2 separate regions of the Anas platyrhynchos genome follow, and region 2 is linked to region 1. Evidence: chromatin contacts called from public Hi-C data. All regions are on one chromosome and are shown on one strand. Each heading gives the region's core, a stretch centred on a gene start, on an enhancer-like site or on the middle of the called end of the contact. The rest is flanking DNA. Distances are from core to core; before and after follow the strand shown. Region 1 overlaps PTPRC (protein tyrosine phosphatase receptor type C). Region 2 holds the start of ATP6V1G3 (ATPase H+ transporting V1 subunit G3).

The links. A called contact is a pair of places that touch in the nucleus more often than the background predicts.
Region 2: a Hi-C map of skeletal muscle shows a contact between it and region 1, with 5 times the contacts expected there. The contact joins the promoter of ATP6V1G3 here to the enhancer-like site in region 1. A contact is called at or near these places in 2 of 8 Hi-C or Micro-C datasets (F5 follicle and skeletal muscle).

The regions. Positions count from the first base shown.
Region 1 is chr8:13,953,182-13,956,810 of IASCAAS_PekinDuck_T2T, reverse strand. The region is part of intron 2 of PTPRC (protein tyrosine phosphatase receptor type C); the gene reads left to right. Among named protein-coding and RNA genes, the nearest start is that of PTPRC, 27 kb to the left of the region's middle. Within about 2 kb of position 1,715, at least 2 of the 8 cell types and tissues checked have an H3K27ac peak or open chromatin away from gene starts, as enhancers often do.
Region 2 is chr8:14,007,351-14,010,979 of IASCAAS_PekinDuck_T2T, reverse strand. ATP6V1G3 (ATPase H+ transporting V1 subunit G3) reads right to left here and starts at 1,934. Exons shown (of 3, transcript XM_005027310.6): 1 at 1,721-1,934. The coding sequence starts at 1,802. It also overlaps LOC106019440.

The sequences.
Region 1 (3,629 bases), core at 466-2,965:
CACCAAGCAGTTATATTTGTGATCGACGAACACTGATATTCCTGCATTATAAATAAAATTAAATTAGTAGAAAGCAACCTTGCCCTGAAAGTTAGTCTCCCAGCTAAAATTCTTTATTGGCTCTGAATACAATATGCTTCTAAAGTTTTTAAAAATAAAATTAAATTAAAGGAAATGTTATTGTGTCTTTTCACAGCCTACGAGCTTTCTTTCCATTTTTGATTGTACTTTGATCCTATTTTGTAGGAGAGCTGCGTGTTTGCATCCAGGTGATGCCAGTTGGAGACATAAATGTTCAGAGCACCTGAAAATTATTTGTTTATCTCTGTAAGCTACACTCCTCCCTCAGAACCCCTAGGACAGTTAGCCACATTATATTTATTTGAGTCTTTAATTCAACAACTGATTAGAGAAAAATATTATTACGTAGAGTAAAAGCTCATAGGTGGGTATCATTTCTTGAAAGAAGTGTTCATTTATTTTTAAAAATTTCTAGCTGCACTTTTTTTGAAATTCACTGATTAAAACTCACAGATTTCACCTCACTGAAATAATCCTTGTAGATACAGAGCTGTTGATCGAAGTACTTCCTGCTAACAGACCTATACCAAAGGGGAGATTTATGATTTTGATAGATTTTAGATTATCAGTGGCTCAAATGCTGCAATTCTTACAGTATGTATTTAAACTGTTTATGGTTTATCATTTGAGCTGACTAGAGAGAGTTTAGAGAAACATTTCCAGGACCCATTCTTTTTTTTATTGCTGGCAAAATTATGTAAAAAGCAATTTGTAGTCAGGAAGATGTCTGCAATACAGCAATACACTTTTACCATGAAGCAGCTCAGAGGTGGATAGAGAACTAAGTCAGGTATTTAAATAAGCCAAGGTCCAATGAGATAGTCCAAGATAAAGAAGTTTGCCCTTAGCTCGCACTCTCTCCAGTAGTCAGCCAGTTCTCAGTTGCAGATTCTTTTTGTGGTCAGAAATCTTGGGAACTGATCTGCCTTCAACTCTGCTGAATACATAGAACTAGCAGAGGAGGCAATTGCAAAAACATGGGCACAGAAATTGAGAAGAGAGTGTAATTGTTGCAAGTCCTTCCTTTCTTTTGTTTGCCACAAACAATATGCACTCAGCAATTCCAAAACCAGCCTGTCTGTATCATAAGCTGATAGTTTGGATCAAGTGTTTCTTTCTGCTCATGGTAGATTTGGAGCTAGAAGAGTTATACCTGAGGTTAGGTACTGCTGCTTGACATAATGGTAAGTTTAGCAGATGTACTCTGGCTCTTGGCTCTGCACATGCACAAACACTGAAAATATACAAAAGGCAAAGCAGCATTAGCACATTTTTTCTTTTGTATGTATCACGAAATTACCAAGCAAGTATGACAGCCAATCTTACATTCCTCATGTATAGGTGTTTCTTAGTGGCTGTGGATGGTAGCCAACGTTTCACAGCTGAATTAACTGTTACATCAGGATTTGATGTTCTCCCCTCTTGCAGACAGTTCACATCATTACACATTCTCCCTGCAAAGCAGCCTTGAGTATCATATTAATGAATTTGTACAACTAAAAATAATTATAAATGCAAATTTGGTGAAAAGGAGTTTAATAGGGAAATTTCATGACTGCACTAGAGAAGTTGTGGTTTAGCACTGAGATAGGTCTGATTGCTTGAGCATGTGGGTGCTATGGTAACACAGTTTCACCATTTGGAAGTGCTTAAGCTCTAAACCACAGTATGCTGCACCCTCTTCCTTTTGAGTAGGGTTCTGTAGAAGAAAAACAGAAGTAAACAGCATGAGAGAAACCACAGAGCAGCAAAGGCGTTGTTAGCTGTAGTTGAACAAGTGGGTTACTGTAGTTAAAGTATTCCTATGAAGACTGAGGATGTCATTTAAAATGCAGTGCAATTGATAGGAATGCCTTTCTTCTGCTTGATAAATTCTTGATATTTCTAGGTATTTATTTTGAGTTTGCAAGATGTGTGTACTTGGCAAAATGAATTTGAATTGCTGCCTTTGGTTCATGTTCTACTCCAGGTTTATGGTTTCGTGAAATTCCAGTTCTCGTTCATAACAAATGTTGCTTCCATGAATGTGATATTTCTTGAGGGAAATTTCTGTTTTTCTCTGCATTTTTATTTTTCTGTGGGAAAATTAAACTCTTGCATTGTATAAGTGGAATCAGAAAATTCTGGTTTTGAAATTATTTTTGAAATATAATTTCAGGTTAGCTGAGAAAATATTTCAGCATTCGTAAGCTTTTCTTCTTATTGTTTCCTTAAGACAGGCTCTGTATAATAGCAGAGTGGACAAACTTTGATGTTTGTCCTTCCCCCTCTTTCCTAAGTCTGCAACATTGCGGAACACAGCATTGTGTTCTTGTATCTGCCAGCGATAAGTTTTTCTTAATTCCATCTCCTGCCCTCATACTAGTTTTCTGGCCAGTTTGAATTCATTGCCTTCCCTAATGCTCTAACTGCTGCTGAGCTCTTCTAGTTGGCTCCGAAACTCCCATCCTGGAAGATGGACAGCAAGAAGTGCATAGGTGTTGGCAAGCAAGAAAAAACATTAATTTTAAAGGTTGATTTTCATTAAAAATACAGTCCTATGTCCTATTACATTGAGTTGTAGTGTAGGCCTGTGCTTATTCCTGAGACACGGTTTGCAGAAAGACTCCGCCTTTCGTGATGGAATTCAGGTGGGAGCAAAGGTTCCCTGGGTCTTGGGAAGGACAAAGCCAGGTCTCCTCCGAGGGATACTCGTGCTAGGAAAGAGTGGCGGGATCAGGTTCTTAAACTGTGATTGCAGTGTGTTAAGGAGTCACGTTGGGGACAATTATTAATGGACTTGTGTGACAGGAAACGTTTTGACAAACTCACACTGGAACTGTTTATTTCAATTATAATTTTGGAGAATTAGAATGAGCACTTACAGCCTGGTGCCAAATGGAGACAATTGGCTTTTCTCAATCAAATCATTTCAGAACTTCTGTTAGATTAAAATTTACAGTTTCAACTGTTTATCCCAAATTTCTGGTGAAAATAAATATTGTGAATATGTCCCATGGGAATAGATTTTATAATATTTGCTTAGTTTTAATTCTCAGCTGCTGTACATTTATATCATTCCTATGACTGCTGTACAGCTATTGAGTTTTTTATCAGTTAGGATTATAGATTATTTTGAAGTGCTTTTGTTAAATCTGCAATGAAAAAATATTAGGCACTTTTTTTTAGGACCATCTGAAATGTCCCACTTAGAAACTGAAAAGTTTCTACATGTTAATCCTAAATGAGTATTTATTGATTTTTAACTCAGGGCATGCAAAATTTCACATACTTTTTGTGTGTGAACCTCACGTGGCTTTCTTTTAACCAATTTTCAAAAAGCAGCAGTTTGCCCAGAAAACAGAAACACTTTTCTTCCCCAAATACAGATAATGATAAAGGCTAAAGTTTAGTTCTGCACTCTGTGCTTATGAAAGCACTTCAGCACACGTGATCCTTATAAAATCTGAGGGGTCTTCTGTGATATAGAGTTACTCAGATGTTGAAGTGTTTTCAAGCCTGTTCATAGGTTTGCCCAGATTTATTTAAAAAGTAGCAGAGGATCCCTT
Region 2 (3,629 bases), core at 685-3,184, 54 kb before region 1:
CTTAATTTATTAAACTTTTAAACCTTTTTTTAAACCGTCTGTTTCAGAAAAAGCTGAAGTGACATTTTTTGGATTTGAAAAATAAAATAAGGTGAGCAGCATCAAGCTATCATAGCTAAAGGCCTGATTCTGCAGTCCCTGTTCAGACCTAACACCCATTCCCTCCACGAGGCTGTGCCTTCCCAGATCATGGGCTTTCTTGCTTCTTGCTCTGGGGAAACATTTGTTTCCTTTGCCCTACATAAGAAGAGAGGCAACATCCCATTGAGAGCACCTCAGCTGGCTGCATAAAGGCTGAATCCCTCCCTAATAATTCCTTGCTCTCAAGCTAGGAGCAGCGCCCCCAAACACCCTCTTTTTGTGAGTCTTCTGTGTTATGAAGATGGAAAAATGTTCTTCCTCTGCTTTTGCATGGCTACAAGGTGCAGGCAGTGGCTGGATGCTTAGGAAAGGGGTGTTGCTTTTCTGCTCATTTTCTGTGTGCTGCTGTACAAATTAACATGTTACACAAATAGTGAGCACACAGCAATGCTGATTTGTACTAGAAGAGATACACAAACTAGACAAATAGTTTTTCTCTAGCTTCTATTTCTGCCTTAAAAACAAAATCTTTCATCATAGTCTCCTGCAGCACGTGATATCTTCATGCGTTTTAGTTGAGTTCAGAGGATGACGTTTCCTGCTGCTGGTTTCTAAATCAAGATCTCTCCATGAAACAGCGTTAACATTTCATGGCTAATGCAGGCCAGTGACTTGTGTGGTCGGTATCTACGCTCAGGAGACATTACGGTGACTATTTTGTATTAAGTCAATGAGAGAGAAATGCAGAAAATGAAGGAAATATATAACAGGAAGACTGACAGATGAATTGTTTCTTTTATTTAGATCATTAGCAGATTCAGCTACATTTTTTCCCATTTTATTGGGATGTTAATTTCCTTTTCTTATTTGTTGTTACTACTATTCGCTTAGATTTGACTAGAATAAAAAAGGTTGAATTTATTATTCTTGGGTATCTACACATACTTTACACTGGGCATTAGGCATTCAGCAAAAAAAGATGTTTATTTTAAAATTACCATTTGATCACTCAGTGATTGCTTATAATAAGACTTACAGCAATGACCACAGTCCTGACATTTCTTGGGATTGTGCTGTGGCTTTTACTATTATTATTACTCTGAAGTCTCCATTTGTTTCCATGTATTTCTTTTTGAAGCCCAGCTGAGATTAAAAGGCAAGTTACTGGTTTTCATAAGTAAAGAGGAACACTGAAAATATTATGTAAAGAGAAATACAGAGTTTGGAGTCTGGTTCTCCAGAGCTGGCAGCCAGAGGTGTGCAGGTTTCTCGTTTAAATGCCTAAAGAAGGATGTAATGACATTATTGGCATTGAGAAAAAGCAGTAATAAATCTAGCTGACAGGACGAACATAACAAAGAAAACCTTGTTCAGTGTGAAGAGGCACGTGCATGCACGCACACACAAGCACATGTGTGCACACGATTTGGAGCAAGCCGTGCACCAAAGGCTGGGATAAATGCCTGACTGCCGTCAGGGCACGGCACTGATGCGAGTGGGAGGAAAGTGGCACAGAAAAAGAATAGAAGCAGCCCATCTGTGCTGCGTACAGATGAAATAATGCCGGTTTTGCATGAGCCGCTGTATTTCTGAAGAGCTTACAGTAGAAAAAGACAGTAAAAACAGGCCAGATGCTTACTTTTTTTGGCTTCCTCCAGCTTGTCCTTGGCACGTTTTTCTGCCTGCAGAAGCTGCTGGATTCCCTGAGACTGGCTGGTCATGCTGGTTGCTGGGGCTGGTGCCCTTCTGCGGGGACTGGAGCTCGGGGGAGCTTTATACAGCTGCCAAACCCTTCCCTGTGTTTTCGGTCTGTCGGTTATTACAACAGCCTTCCAGATTGCACCAAACCAGCCTGCTCTGTCCGGATTGCTGCTGGGCACAAAGGGCTGCTGGTGGAACCAGAGAAATGCAGTGGCTGGGCTCACAGGGACGCTCCCTCCTCCTCAGGGTCACCGAAGCGTCCCATGAACACGTTGGGGAAGAGGAGAATAACGCTCCAAGTGGCTTGTAGTTTTACTGGGATTTTTAAAAATCTTCTAATGCTGAAGCAGAATGTGGTTAACCTTGTGAGAGGCGCTGGGGAAACACATAATTTTGTTTCTTGAAACTTGCTTTTAATAAAACTTCCCGTAACATGAGGAATCAGACTCGGGCAGTCCATGAACTGTTTTGATTGAACACACCGAACTGGTTGTAGGCTTTTGTTTGGTGTTACTTGAAGGTATTTTTTTTTTTTTTTTAATCAGGGACTACAGTTACAATAAGCGTGTGGTGGAAGAGGTGTGCTCCAAGCTGTAATCTCCCACGAGGCAGCTGAGTGTGGTGAGTGATAGCCGTGGGAGTCAGCGCTAAGCCCCAGGCTCCGGGATGGTGCAGCTCTTGGTCTAGGGCTTCCCCTCAAGCCCTGCTAACGTGTGCAGTGGTCAAACAAGCGTGTGCGTGGTGTAGGTGCACATCCTGTTCCCTAGGGTGGGCGCGTGTCTTGCGTGCCACTGCAAATGAGCAGCACGATCAGCTTGAATCCTAAAAAATAAAATAAATCTCACTGACAAAGGTACTTTGGGCATTACACGGGAGGGGAACATGTCAAAAATTGGGATGAGAATAGATCAAGCAAGCTGTGATGTCCTGTTTGCTTGCTGCAGGGCTCTTACCTGCCCCTTGTGAGGAAACGCGTGTTGCTGGTACGAAGGCTTTTTTCCTCCTAGTGGCTGCGGGCTTGAGGGAGAATGGGGGCAGAAACCTCTTGCCCTAATGCTGCCTTCAGCTGCATGCAGAATAAGAGTAGTACTAAGGCTTTGAGAAGTTAGTTTGTTTTCTGATCTGTGATATTGTGGAGTCAAATTCCAGCCAGGCTCAGTCTCAGCAAGATGCTCCCTTCTTACAGTGTGTTACTTGCCGGGCTTCTTCCTTCATCCAGAAACTGCGAGATGCCTCCCCCTGCCTAGCACTGACATCAGGGAACAGCTCTAGCTGCAAGAGAGCAGACATGGCACTATTTTTAGCGGGTTTTAAGGCATAGCTTTCAAGTTTATTTTATTTAGAAATAGAAAAGGAAGTGCTGATCAGTTGCACAGAAAAAGGGCAAGCTGCAGGGCTGGGAAGCCTGGTGTGCTGCTGGGGCTGAGCTCCAAGCCTGCTGACCGGCAAAGAAAAGCAGAAGTAGAAAACGAAAGTAAAAAGAGAAAAAAAAGCACAGATACTTGGTTTACTTGGGGCAGGAAACTTGGGCTCAGAACTTGAAAGCAAGTTACTTAAAAATTTAATAGGAAGCAGAGCAGAGATGTCGTCAGGCCTGTCACAGCCACCAGGAGCACATTCAAGGCAAAGGGTCTTGTCAGGCAAATCCCTGCGCTCCCAGCCCTGTACCGAACCTGCTGGCAAACGGGGTTGCTTTGGAGCCTCTGGACGTGTCAGGGGTGGAGCATGTCGATTCCTCAGAGCAGGTCTCAGTGCTGTAATTATGTTACCTGGACCCCAGTAATGATCTAGATTTTGTTATTTACAACCTGCTAATTTTAATATTTCACAGAAAATAGTTCTATGTG